2 separate regions of the Anser cygnoides genome follow, and region 1 is linked to region 2. Evidence: chromatin contacts called from public Hi-C data. All regions are on one chromosome and are shown on one strand. Each heading gives the region's core, a stretch centred on a gene start, on an enhancer-like site or on the middle of the called end of the contact. The rest is flanking DNA. Distances are from core to core; before and after follow the strand shown.

The links. Hi-C and Micro-C count contacts between places; a contact is called where the count stands out from the background.
Region 1: a contact with region 2 is called in a Hi-C map of liver, with 4 times the contacts expected there. The contact joins two enhancer-like sites. A contact is called at or near these places in 2 of 7 Hi-C or Micro-C datasets (both in liver).

Annotation. Positions count from the first base shown.
Region 1 is chr2:140,061,522-140,068,170 of Taihu_goose_T2T_genome, forward strand. The region is part of intron 6 of CPQ (carboxypeptidase Q); the gene reads left to right. Among named protein-coding and RNA genes, the nearest start is that of MTDH, 150 kb to the right of the region's middle. Within about 2 kb of position 1,455, at least 2 of the 3 cell types and tissues checked have open chromatin away from gene starts, as enhancers often do. A contact at or near this core is called in liver, where this site is marked.
Region 2 is chr2:139,804,179-139,810,701 of Taihu_goose_T2T_genome, forward strand. No RefSeq gene overlaps it. Among named protein-coding and RNA genes, the nearest start is that of SDC2, 38 kb to the right of the region's middle. Within about 2 kb of position 3,188, at least 1 of the 3 cell types and tissues checked has open chromatin away from gene starts, as enhancers often do. A contact at or near this core is called in liver, where this site is marked.

The DNA of each region.
Region 1 (6,649 bases), core at 205-2,704, 260 kb after region 2:
TATGTATTGATTCTTGATTTGCGCAATAGTATAATTGCGATGGAGATAATTAGATTGTATCTGGAGGAAGATTTTCCAAGGTGGACTCACAGCTCAGCATGCAGGGGTGGCAGGATACACGAGTGCCATCTTCTGCTTCTGTACAGTTTCACCCAACCAGTTTTCTTTTTTAAAATAACAAATTAATAAGAAAAAAAAAAGGTAGGTCCAGCATGTTCTGGGCATGGTAACATGAATACAGTACACCTATCTTTAGGCAAATGATATTTTCATTTACTGCTGTGATTGAGTTTCTGTCAACAAAAGGAAGCAACCTTTCAACTTAAAATTAATTGTCAGTATCTCTTAGGGATCTCTCTGAGCTTCATGACTTATCTTTTACTCTTAATATATTTGCATTGTGACAAATGACTCAGCCTGTTTATGCCATGGTAAACCAGCTGTCACATCAACTCAGACTTGCAGGAATAAAGAATCATACTAGGTAGGGACATTGCTTTATTTACCCTTTGTTTTTCTTATATTAGTAGTGCTGTGTGGATTAATCAGCGGCCACATTCAGCTAGTGATATGCTGCAGAGCCTGAGCAGGTGGAAGGAATTTCTTTGTTCCCCCCCTTAAAGGACAAATATCCTTGAATTTCTCCGTGTCTTTTCTGAGTGAAGCCCTGTGTCACTCCATGAAACATGAAAACAGAGAGATTTTGAAACTGCAGCCAACAGTGTTGCAGCATGTGTCTTAACTATACCTGGATTCTTTTTTTATTTTGTTTTTAAAATATGTTGTTTCTTTGTAGCTTTTCTGAGAAAAATAGGAAAATTATTGGTCAAGAACATAAAAACATTAGTTTCAGGAGTGTGTTTTTTTTCTTTCCTGGTTCTTGGTGTTCACAGCCCGTGGAACAATGCCATGTGTGTATCAGAATAGGGAGAATTAGTAGGGCTTTGGTTTAGAAATGGCACAAAACCCCAGATCTGAACAACCCTGAACCTTGCGATAAGATCAGATCTGAACTTTGTTTCAAGTACCTCTCTGTTTTTCTATTAATAATGAACTAGTTAGATATACACGGGTTTGTAGATCAAATGAAAGAGGGATTTCATCACCAATATCTGGAGCATCTAACATTTATTAGGAAATAGCCTATATTGCTTTAGTATGTACTGTAGCTTAGTATGCATTAATCAGCATAACAATAGATAATATTAAGTATGTCATAGTCATGTTAAGTGTTGTCATAGTCATAGTTTTAAGTATTAAGTGTTGTCACAGTTAAGAGTTGTCATAGTCATAGTATTCTACCAGCCTTGTCTCGTGGTCCTGCAGATGAAATCCACCATCCCCTTCAAGTGTTCAGAGTCTCAATGGGGTATGACAGCAGAGAGGCAGCAAAAAACACTGCTTGTCCTGCTGGTGTGATAGTATAAATACACAGTTTTTTTGTGCTGTATAAAATATAACCAGCTTGTAGTTTGCTTAGGGTGTGTTTTCCTTACAGTAGGGTTGGCCATTTTTCTTCATAACTAGTTCACCACCAGGATAGTCATTAACCGGCTTTGGTCATCATCTGGACAGATCAGAGCTCTGCTAAGCCATGTGCCATGAACTTTTCTAGGAGGTAGCAAATTGCTAGAGAGACCCTGCAGGAAGTTTGTGATCAAGCATCCAGTTGTGTTCGTGTCCGGGGCAGGTTAGAGCCCGCAGGGAACTTCAATGGAAAGCTGCACGTTTCCTCTGAATATGATGCCTCCTCTGGGAAGGCAGACCTAAAGGCTTGCATTAAATTGAGCTGCAAATTTGGCTTAGGAAATACCTCCGTTAAATGTGAAATACAGGGAAGCTTCCTGAACTGATTGCAAATGTGAGTATAGATGATTCCTGCAGACACATATGCTGCAAAAACGCTGATGCACAGCTCATTCCCCTGGATCCAGCCCCCCACATCAGAGGTTCAGGCCATCTGGGGGCGTGCGTATCTCCCCTGATCGTCTGGGGATGTTCAGAGGTCGGTAGCACAGAGTTTCTCCGTGCAACAAGTGTCTACTGCTGAGCTCTGACAGCAAGCTCCGTGGCTAGCAGAGGGTGGCGAAGAAAGGACTTTAATGCTTTGGGTTTCTAAGCAGGTTTGTGGCATCGGCTACATGGTGCAGTTGCACAGCGGGTATAGAGATTTTGAGAAATGCATGTGGTTAGGAAAGATGGTTCACGTGGGTCTCAGTCTCACTAAGCACTTCGCTTGACCCTCGTGTGTGACGTTTAAAGGCTAATCAGTAAATCGCATGCTCAAACTTCAACTGCTTCGCAGAACTGAGGCACAAATAAGTGCATGAAGATGAATCCTAGATTAGAGAAACTGTCAATTTTGCAGTGACTTTCATCCATCTTAAGCAGTGTTTAAAAGAGAATGCAAAATGTAAAAGATTTATAAATTCAACAACCAATTTAAAAATATCAGCTTTAAGTAGTCTCTACATAATATATGTAGTCACATACCTCATTTTAAAGAAAGCAGGAATGAAATAAGCTGTATTAAAATATACAGAATAGATACCTACAGTTAATACAGGTATATAATCCCAAACTGAAGTGCCCTGTCTACGTAAGGATCTGTGAGTCATTGAGCAGGGGGGTGACAAACCAGAAGGGCAGACCTTACAGCGGCCTTCCAGTGCCTAAAGGGGGCTACAGGAAAGCTGGGGAGGGACTCTTTGTCTGGGGGTGTAGGGATAGGACAAGGGGGAATGGTTTTAAACGAGACGAGGGGAGATTTAGATTAGAGTTTGGGAGGAAAATCTTCACTCAGAGGGCGGTGAGGCCCTGGCACAGGCTGCCCAGAGAAGCTGTGGATGCCCCATCCCTGGAGGTGCTCAAGGCCAGGCTGGATGGGGCTTTGGGCAACCTGGGCTGGTGGGAGGTGTCCCTGCCCATGGCAGGGGGTTGGAATTAGATGATCTTTAAGGTCCCTTCCAACCTGAGCCATTCTGTGGATGTGTGATTCTATAAGGACTCCAAGGACAAAAAAATACGAAAGTAGTAGAACGGTCAGTGTGGCTTATGAAGAAAGAAGTCATGACTCACCCGTCTAGTAAAGCTTTTTCGGAGGAGTTTATACCCATTTTTGTAATTGGATCTGGTCAGCAAAGTACAGTTCAGTTCTCAAAAGCCCCAGCATCAAAGACCTTTAGAGAAATAAATTACTGGGAGGTAAGAGGTATTTCCCTCTTGCAGAGTAATATCTGACTGAAAGGAGGTAGAAATAAAATGTCAGTTTTCAGAATGGAGAAAGAGCTCTGTTAGGCTGCCCAGCAACATTTTCGGAAAACTTTGGGTGATCGCCTAGCTCAATGTTAGCCACAAATGGAGCGAATAGCAAGTTGGCAAAATTTACTGGTGCCTACTCCAAATGTTTCACGTACAAACTGAAGCTGTGAAAATGTGACAGTGATCTTGTAATAGGAAGTTCTTAAGTGATAAAACACCCAGTGGCATTTCAGTGCCACCAAACGCAGAGTAGTGCGGTTTGTTACGCATGTGCTGTGCATACATGAAAACAGGATCCAGATTAGTTATTTTCAGATCTGCAAAATCAAATCAAGATAATCGTCTGAATTGTCAGTTCAGTAGCCAGGCACAGTGAGAAGCACTGAGCTGTGTGCTGCAGGTGGAGAATCGGCGGAAAATATCAAGGGGTCTGTGTTGTGGGACGCTGCAGTTACATCGCACTGACTTTTGTAGGCAGTTTTGGGCTTCTCGTCACAGGAATGATGAAGCAGGATGAGAAGAGGGACAAGAAGAGTCACGGCAGCCTGCATCCTCAGAGGTATTAGTGGTTTCTGTGTATGAGGACTCTTCAGATTGGAAAAAACTGCTGAGGTAGTGTATGCTAAAAACATATGAAAGCATCAACAGTATGAAGAAGGTCGAAGAGGAAAGGCAGGGCACCGCTGCTGCAGCTCCCAGCACAAGAACCACGGTGTGCCCACATGACACGATGGGCACACAGTGCATTGCCACGGGGAGCTTTGGGGGGCAGAGGTGTAAATAAGTTCAAAAATGGGATTGGTAAGTCTGTGGAGGATCACTCCAGCAGTGGTGCTCAAAACACACTGGGCTGCATGCAGCTTTCTGAGGTTATAGTGTCTGGAAACATCCAGCCAAATGGCATGGGGTACTTTCCCTACAGGGACGATAGGTGGAGGAAGAGCTTCCAGTGACCTTCATGGGTGAAGCTTCGTCTGTTTATTCCCCATCGAGGGCAGTTCAATGTCAGAAACCGGTCAACCTGCGTAGAACTAGTTCCTTCTCTGAAACCTCATTTTCTAGGATTTTATGCAAGTGTAAATTGAATCCCCAGCTGCCACCATTCCTCCACCTCAACGAGTGAAAGGTTAATACGCTGCAAACACAGCCGTGATAATCCTGAGCTGTAATGTAGTCTGTTTAGTGTATCCAGAGGATTAATTCTCAAATGCATTAAGCAAAATAAGAAATAGTGCACACTTCATATTGTCTCCCTTACACTGTAGTCTCATGTAATTAGCCACTGAAACAACTGACTGAAAGATTTCCCTCTGCCTTCTTGTTTGAGTCATGAATTTTAAAGACTTTTGAGAGAATGACTCAGGAGGTGAAACAGCAGGACTTCTGATGTTATTTATAAAATCCGTACAGGAAAGTATTTCAGTGTCTGTAGCCATGAAACTCGGGCAACTTAACCTGTAATATCATCATTTGAGACTAAATGACAGGAGAACGAATGCTGTCAGCGCCTCACTAAACAGCATTAACATTCTCCATTGTCTCTGCCTGCTTGAAAAATGGATAATGAAATAATTGACATTAAAACCAGCTATCAACTACAGGTTGTCCCGTGAAAGAAGAAGTTGGAGTGTACACTAAAACACATGCAGGAACCATCTGCACTAATAGGATTTTCATTACAGTAATAGCTCTGAAGACTGCGTATAACTGAGGGCAGCTCACAAAGCATCTGGGCAACACCAGCACGAGCAGCAGGATACTCCTCAGGGCTTGGAGCACAGGGGATGCAGTGGCATGGGGTAGCCCTCCAGCCAGCCCATCCTAAACAGAGGTAATATTGTAGGAGATTTACTGCCTTAAGACTTGTGATGTTGCTGGGTTTTTAGAAAGACATCAAATGAAAATAAAAAATAGGCTAAGAAGTTTTATTCCTGTTCAAATCTTTTATCTTTTTTTTTTTTTTTTTTTATTTCCTTGCTAGCTCTTTGACACATACCCTTTTGAGGAAAAATTGTGTCTCCCCACCTCTTCCCTGCAGTTTTGACCTTTCAAAATGTCTAGGGCAGCAATGCTCCAGCTATGAGAAGTGAGAGGCTATTGATTCTGTTACTCTATGGGCATATACGTACCCCCACACCCCCATTTCAGAGGGAATGTGGGAGCACAAAGCAGAGTTAGCACTCTGGTGTAAGTAGGAAAATGCTCTTGTCTTCAGCATTTTATATTTTCCTGGTACATAGCAGTTTTTTATCTGCATAATGATTGTGATGTGTCCCTTTGCCTCTTTTTTTCTGAGTACTCAGTGTAAAGAACATATATGTATTTCATCAGGTCTTGCTTTATTTCCAAGGCAGTGTATTTTTTGTACGTTTCTGAATAGTGCCGTTAATGTTAAAAAGGTCTGAAATTGGAATAAATTTGGTAGTCAAGGAGTTTTACTTATGTCTTCTGGAAAAAACAGGAAACAAAAGCAATCTTCAATAGATGAAAAAAGGAGCCTGTCTTTTGTGGACAGGAAAATCAGTGCAGAAATAAAAATAAAGTTTCAGATCAGGTATTTGTATTTACATCTTGCTATCAGCAGTTCTTTTGATAGCTTGCAGGTTTGTCTTGACACTAAGATGAAGCTAGAACAAGTAGGTACTTGGAATGTGTGAGATGTGCACATACAAGTAATCTTGCAAAGCTTTTTTTTTTTTTTTAGCTTCATAAACTTTTGGAAACATTGGACAAAATATCCTCTGTTGAGGCATTTCCAACTTTGCTGTTAGGAGGTAGTATAGCTTGCTCAACAGGGCACTGGTCTAGGCTCAGATGTTTAACATTTATTCCTTTCTCAGCTGCTGTGAGAAAATGAATGTGCCATTTCATCTCTGCATGCCTCTCTCACCCTGCAGTCCCTCTGGTCTATTTAGAGTGTATGCTCTTCTGAGCTGGAGTCTTTCTTTTTTTTTTTTTTCTTTTTTTTTTTTTTTCTGGAGAGGTATATATGCTGTGTGAAACAGTGGAGTGGCAATTCTGTCATCCCCTCTAGGGACTACTGTAAAATGAAACCTAAAAAAGTTACACATTGCTTATATGTTGTTGTAATTCATTAACGTATTAACTTCACTATATATGGCAATGTACACGTAGAGGTCAGTATCCCAAAGATCTAACCGTAGTACTGAAGACCCAGCACACCCAAGAGACCTTACACAAACATTGGGGAATTTCCAATTTTATCTGGAAGTTTAATGGAATAGTTGTGTGGCAAAGTTTTCTTGAAAGCAAAAACAACTGTGAGGTCATTGACAGGGCTGTACAGCAGACATACTGACTTCAGGATTCACATTTGGCTTCCTTCGGCCAAATTCTATGTGGTGTATTTATAAAAATGAAAACAAAT
Region 2 (6,523 bases), core at 1,938-4,437:
CATTTCAGACCGCTATTTTGGATTTCACAGGACCACAATGAAGACAAGGAAGAGCAGAGAGGGCTTTCCTGGTAGATTTGCGAGGTGCAAGTGGGCTTGCATCCAGGTCTGGAGAGCAATGTACTGAAAAAAGTCTTGAACTATTCCTATCCCCAAGTCCTGGAGTACGAGCTTTTCTTTACAAACCCCCTTTACCAAAACCAGCCACCACGGGGGTGCACGGGTGCTACTGGTGGAGAAATCCAACCAGCGGTTCCCCATTAAGGCTAAATCTCCTTCTCATGGGCATGGATAAAGATTAGCTCAGCTGTGCAAACTGATTTATATTCGGCTGCACGTGGCCACAGATCGCACCTTTTGTTCCTGGCAGATGCGAATATGGTGTGTTTGCTCTGAAAATTCACTGTTTCTCATGCAAAATCTTTCCCCTCGCTGTTCATCACGGGGACGTGGAGTTTTGCTTGGCAGGGGGACAGCACAGGAGGGTGGGCAGCCTGGGTGGGAAGAGTCGGTGCCCAGCGTGTGGGGTTTCCTCTTCTCCTCTGAACCCCTGTGCAACTTCCAATAGCTTGGTGAAATGCAAATGGGAAAAGTCTTCCAAGCTGCTGAGAGCGAAGGGAAGACATCTTTCAGTGAGAGGAGGAGCAGGACAGCAGTGCACACAGCCAGTGACAGAAAACTTGTCTCAAGTCTTTTTCCAGCCTGGAGACTGGATTCAAACAAGGGAGCTGTCAGGGCTCAGGGCTGTTTTTCAAAGGTGTAGCATATTTTTTCAGCTGCCCTCTCTGTGCCGCCTTGTCTTTGCTCTGGATGTGAGGGCCTGGCATGCCAGCTTCCCTAATTACCTGAAGGGATGCACCCAACCTCACTCAGCTGGTGGTTGCTATTGTGACCAGCACATCCCAGGTCCAATCCTACATTTTTGGGTAGCCTATAAGGGGGATATATCAGACACATCTCTGCTCAGTTACTCAGCCAGCTTTGACACTGCCTAACAGAGCTAGCTAAAATGGCTCTGCCTGGCTCTGAAAGTCACTCCATGAAGAATTTGTCAAGGATTTAAAATTTTAATTTATAAGAGCTCTTTACCCTCTCCCCCCATTTTATATATTTATTTTTTCTGAATTCCCTCTTTTTCTGGAATTATCATCTCTATTCTGTGGCAATTATAAAATGACCTGAATAATTTAATCCATACAAACTCTTATAAGAAATTTCTGCTTGAGCTTTGGATATAATGGAGAAACTCTCCCCATGAATATTTTATGCTGCAATGTTAGAAAATGCATATATACATATATACATACATATGTGTATATATAAGTGAGCATTTGCAAATCATTTCCCTCGCTCTGTGAGCTGAGAAAATAACGAAGGAAAGTTATTAGATAATATTATGCTGTTGGCCACAGGGCTGTTTCAAGGTTATTATCCAGCCTGTTGCCCTCAGCACAAAAAAGCTGACTGCACATTCTGCCTGTTCCAAAACTCATCGTGCTAAACACAGGACTAAACCGCAGGCGCAGAACCAAGGAGCACGGGAGAAATGGAAAAGCTATTCCTGAAGCTGGCAGTCGACAACAGGATCTTGAAAAATGATTTGCTTGGATTTAGCAGCATTTCTTCTTCCTCTGCTCCAGACAGGGCTCTGCTAGGAGACAGTTTGGTCCGCTGTGGTTGAACCAGCTGTTGAAATCCCAGCCAGGTCCTGAATGAGCTAAAAAGTCATTAGAAGCTGCCTTCAGCGAGCTCTGCTTTCCCAAGCATCGCTGTCTCCTCACCTAGGCAATTTGCTGCCTGCCATCAAAACAACAGGTACCTTATTCCTGCTCGGGCTGTGAGCAGGTGTCCCTGGCTCCTGGCCCCGGTTGGTCACATAGCAGCACTCCCGTGCCTTCAAATGTCATTGTCCCTAAGCACGGGGATCTTCTGGTGGTACTGGTACACTTGCATTAGTGGTTGGATGAGTCCTGCTGAGATGAGAGTGTCGAGGGAGCTTGGGGGTTCTGCATGAGCATTTCAAAGCTTCAGCAGGTCAGCTATTTTCAAAAGCACAACAGAAGTGAGAGGCTGAGCTGGAAAGCCAGAGAAGTCTAATCTGTGAGTGCCTCTCTGGGGGTAACTTTATTGAGCCAAAGGGTCTCTCCTGGTATTGGTACGGCTCCATTGGAAAACCTTGCTGGTATACCAGCCTAGTAATGTGAACGTGAGCCAAATCAGCTACACCAGGGAAAAGTTGCTGATGTTTCTTAGTTTGCCCACTGGATTTCTGCCAGTACAGCACTGGGATGTAGGACTGGGGCTGTTTGCAGATCTGACACACATCTGTGGCTGGCTGACATCTTTGACCAAGAGATCAAGGGGACAGGAGACAGAGGCACTGCTCCAGGCTTGGATTTGCTGATGGGCAGCAAATGCTTGGGAGAGCAGGCAGCAGTGCTCAGGAAAGCAGAGCTCCACAGAATCACAGAGTGGTTTGGGTTGGAAGGGACCTTAAAGCCCACTCAGTCCCACCCCCCTGCCATGGGCAGGGACACCTCCCACCAGACCAGGTTGCCTAAAGCCCCATCCAGCCTGGCACCAGCAAGGCAGCCCTGGCTTCAAGGGCAGAGTCAGAATTCATGCTCTTCCCTCCCTTTAGCAGTTTCTGGCCATCCTACCCCCACGTCTTCACTTCTACTCAGGTGGAGGACATTTCAAGACAGCATGTCCCCACTCTAATGTGCTGTTGCTTGCAGAACTGCTCTGGATGTAAAAGGAGCGATGTTTTACTGGCTTGCTTCTACCTGGCTCAGCTGCCCACGGGTGTCCCAAGTGCTGGGCTGTGGCATGGAAGGGGATGCAGGTGGCCACGTGGAGCTGAGTTCAAGCTTGCCCTGCCATCTGGCTCAGCTGTGGAAACAGGTGAGGAGCCGGAGCCCGGCGTGGTTTCAGCAGGTTCAGCACAAGCCCAGCTTGGGCTGACACCATCCTGGCCCCGGCACTGCACCCTGGCTGAGGCCACCCGAGATGCTCGGGGTCCTCGTGCTACAGTTCTCCATCGATCCTTCTCACGTGCACATGCTGCAGACCCTCCTCTGACGATTCGATAACACGAATTGCCCATTTACTTTCATTTCAATTGTGCGTGACTGGATCAAAGGATGCACTCTCTCTCTGCTTCAATTACACATTTTGGTTTAATGTGGTCCAGATGGCTATTTCATCTCATCTTTTATATTTATTCATGGCCTTTCTATTTATCTTCCCTAAAACAAATACTCACTCGTAGGCGTATATTAATTCAGGGACAAGAACTGCCTCGATCAATATGTTGAGGTTAAGTTTCTACACCACAATATGTCCTATGTACATAATTTCTATTTTTATTACCCCACTGCAAGCCTCAAATATATGAGCAATTTCTTTAAAGACTTTACTTTGGCTTTTTCTTAAATTTAAAAAAATTACATCTATCCCGATCATTAGATTTACAATATGCAGATATTCTTTCATTGACCTTTCGGTTAAACCCCTCTGCAAACTTTGGCTGAACACTAGCAAACTTGCAAAAATACCAAGCAGCCAGATGTTTGCCAACATTATATTGCAATGCCTCTGACCATGGTGTGGGCGTCCAGCAGAAGATAAGATTTGTTGTCAAACTTATGTGCGACCAGTGTGTGAGTAAAAACAGGGGGAAAGCTTGAGAGACCAACAAGAGAAAATAACAAGACTTTTCTATTTATGTCTACGTTGTCTCTCAAGCTGAAGCTGATGGTTGGGTGCTGTGGGTTGGCTTTGGGGGGATTGGCTTTTGTTGCTGGTGGGGACCTGAAGGCAGCACCCGGCACAGAGGTGGCATGAGCACAAGGAGCATGGGATGTGTCTGGAAATAGGGCTCGAGCCACAGGACGGCTGGTTGAATCAGGGGAGGGAGCTGAGAAGGAGCTGTTTAACCTTTCTGGCATTCGATTTGGGCTTTTGGTTCTTGTTTGGATAATGGGATTGCAATTCCTTTTGGTACACTTATTCTAAGAACATCTGAAACTCGGCCGCAGCCAGGCAACAGACTTTCATTTCGTGTAATCTGATTTTAGCTTCAGTGATTAGCCGCTCTGTTGTCAACAGCAAAATCTAATTGTCATTGTAGTTTCTCTTCTGGAGCCAATACGTGCTAACGCCTTGCAAACAGGGTTTTGTCTCACGCCTTCTCTTCTCATGTAATGGCTCCCAAGACATTAGCAAACAGAAATCTTCAGGGCAGAAATAATTTCAGGCTGAGGCATGAGGAAGCTGGTAGCAATCAGTAGCCAGTTTTTCTGCTGCATAAAATAGGCACAGTGAACTACCTTGTAATACTTGGGGCATTAATAATGGCCTGAAAATCTGATATCTATATGCCTTTTTTTTTTAGCATACTTAATATAAAGTTACCTTTCATGATATACATTGGATCAGGTGTCCCAGAACCAAATTGTCGGCAGCATTTTTAACCCGTACTTTCATGAGTGAGAGTGATAGGTCCAGAAATCATCTTAAACTGGGACTAGATGGGTTGTTCCCTTCCTGACAAAGTTTCATTGTGAATTATTTTTTGTCGGTAAAATGATTTCCTATAGAGAATTTTTTTTTTGTTTTGAAAAGGGATGGGGAAAAAATTTTCAACAGATTTTTCCCTCCCCTGCCAATCCCATTAAATCAAAGAATCAGTTAGTTATCTTAAATACAAATCCTCAGCCTGGGAGGAGAAGGAGATGTCAAAGATGGCACGAGGCAAGATTCCTTGGGACGTGGGACAGTGCTGCTAATGCCACATGTGTGTGACAGCATCCACAAAGTGCCACGCAGCAGCTTTTGGACTCTCTGCCGATGGAGCTCCCTTTGGGATACCCTGCACACTTTCAGCTTAAAAGTAAGTTAAAAGTCACCCCAAGTTCATGTTTCAAATAAAAAAGAGAAGAAAAAAAAAAAAACACGTGAGAAAACATGAGCTTTCCAGTGAAATGACCTCTGACTAACTGGAAAAGCAGGAACAGTACACAGTCACCCTCAATGCAGTGGCATAAGAGTTTGCCCGCATGAGTTAAAGTCCATCTGTTTGTCAATATTTCTCCAGTTGTGCCCTCGGGATTTCTAGGGCACCTGTGTGTTTGTTTGTCCCGAGCCCCGAGCCACGCCAGTCGCCGCAGATCAGCACACGCCGCCTGGTGCTGCCGGCGTAGGAGGGGGGTGACACCCGCCAGGCTGGCCACCGTCCCCACCAGTCTGGTGAAGTTTCTAGATGGCTAAACCACTCTTTTCCCACTCAAAATGTACCTGAATGAGGCATCATCTCTGCTCATAACAGCATGTGTAAGGCTGGAGCTGGCCTCGGGCAGTTGGACTTGACCTAAATTGGAGACCTCACAGCCAGTAGACCCGGGCAGGCTTGGCCCATCCAACATTTTCCCCATATCCAACATTTTTTCACCCCAGTGGGGTGAAAATTTCCACACACGGGTGGGCTTCCATCTACGGCTCATCACTGTAGCTTGGCTGTAGGAAGGATGCTTGCTCCGGTGCGAGGTGGCAACTGGTTCGGGTGGTGGCATGCACGGAGATGGGGCACAAACAGGAGCAGAAAGGGGCATGGGATTTCGAGGGTCTGTGAGGCAGCCTTTCCAAAGGGAGGAGGGGAGATGATTGTTTCACTCCAAAATCTACATTGGCAGAGTCTCAGCTATAACTGCATGCTGTAACTTGGCTTCAGAGTCACGGTGTACACCCCGGGCAGCACAAATGCTTTCAGTTGTGGCAGCTATAAGAAGAACTGTTAATTTGTCGATTTTCTGGGTAAACAATAAATACACATGTTACAATAAAATCTGACCACAAATTTGCTGGTCAGAATTTCTGTTCCTTAAATATAACATCTCTGTGAGCGTGTTTTCCAGATCCCTTCCCAGGCTTACCCACTGCAAACCACCCGGTACTTTGGAGGGCGTAGGCTCGCACGGAGCCAGCCGGGCAGGAGGACGGCACAGAGATTTTGGTTGCAGTCATTAGTCCCTGCATTAACAGTTGAAACCTGCAGTAACTTGGATTATATCTGTACGATACATCCTGCACATGCACCTGTAGTGATTTCATAGAAGTTTAATAACCATTCATGCTGCTGGAAGGGGAGACGGGTTTCTTATTTCTTGCTCTTGCGCATGTTATCCCGGATTCACTTTCCTTTATTGCTGTGATTTTCCTTCCTCTGTTTGACCTCAGCCCCATAGGCCATCTTTAGCCAGATTACTGACAACTGATTTAATCGGCGTTATGGGGATGAACTCTGAGAGGCTCTCGTGGAACAACGTGAGCTGCCTGGTGTTGGCAACACGTCATAACATGCCCCACTTCATTTTCCTTTTCTATTAATTCTTGCAGTGTTGAGTGATGATGCTCCTCCTTGTAAGTGGATTGTTTTCGGACAGAAACAGGATGCTGCACAGTTCTGAGAGTGGTTTTGCTATTGCTTTTAATAAATGTCACTGCAGCACTAGATGGGAATTTA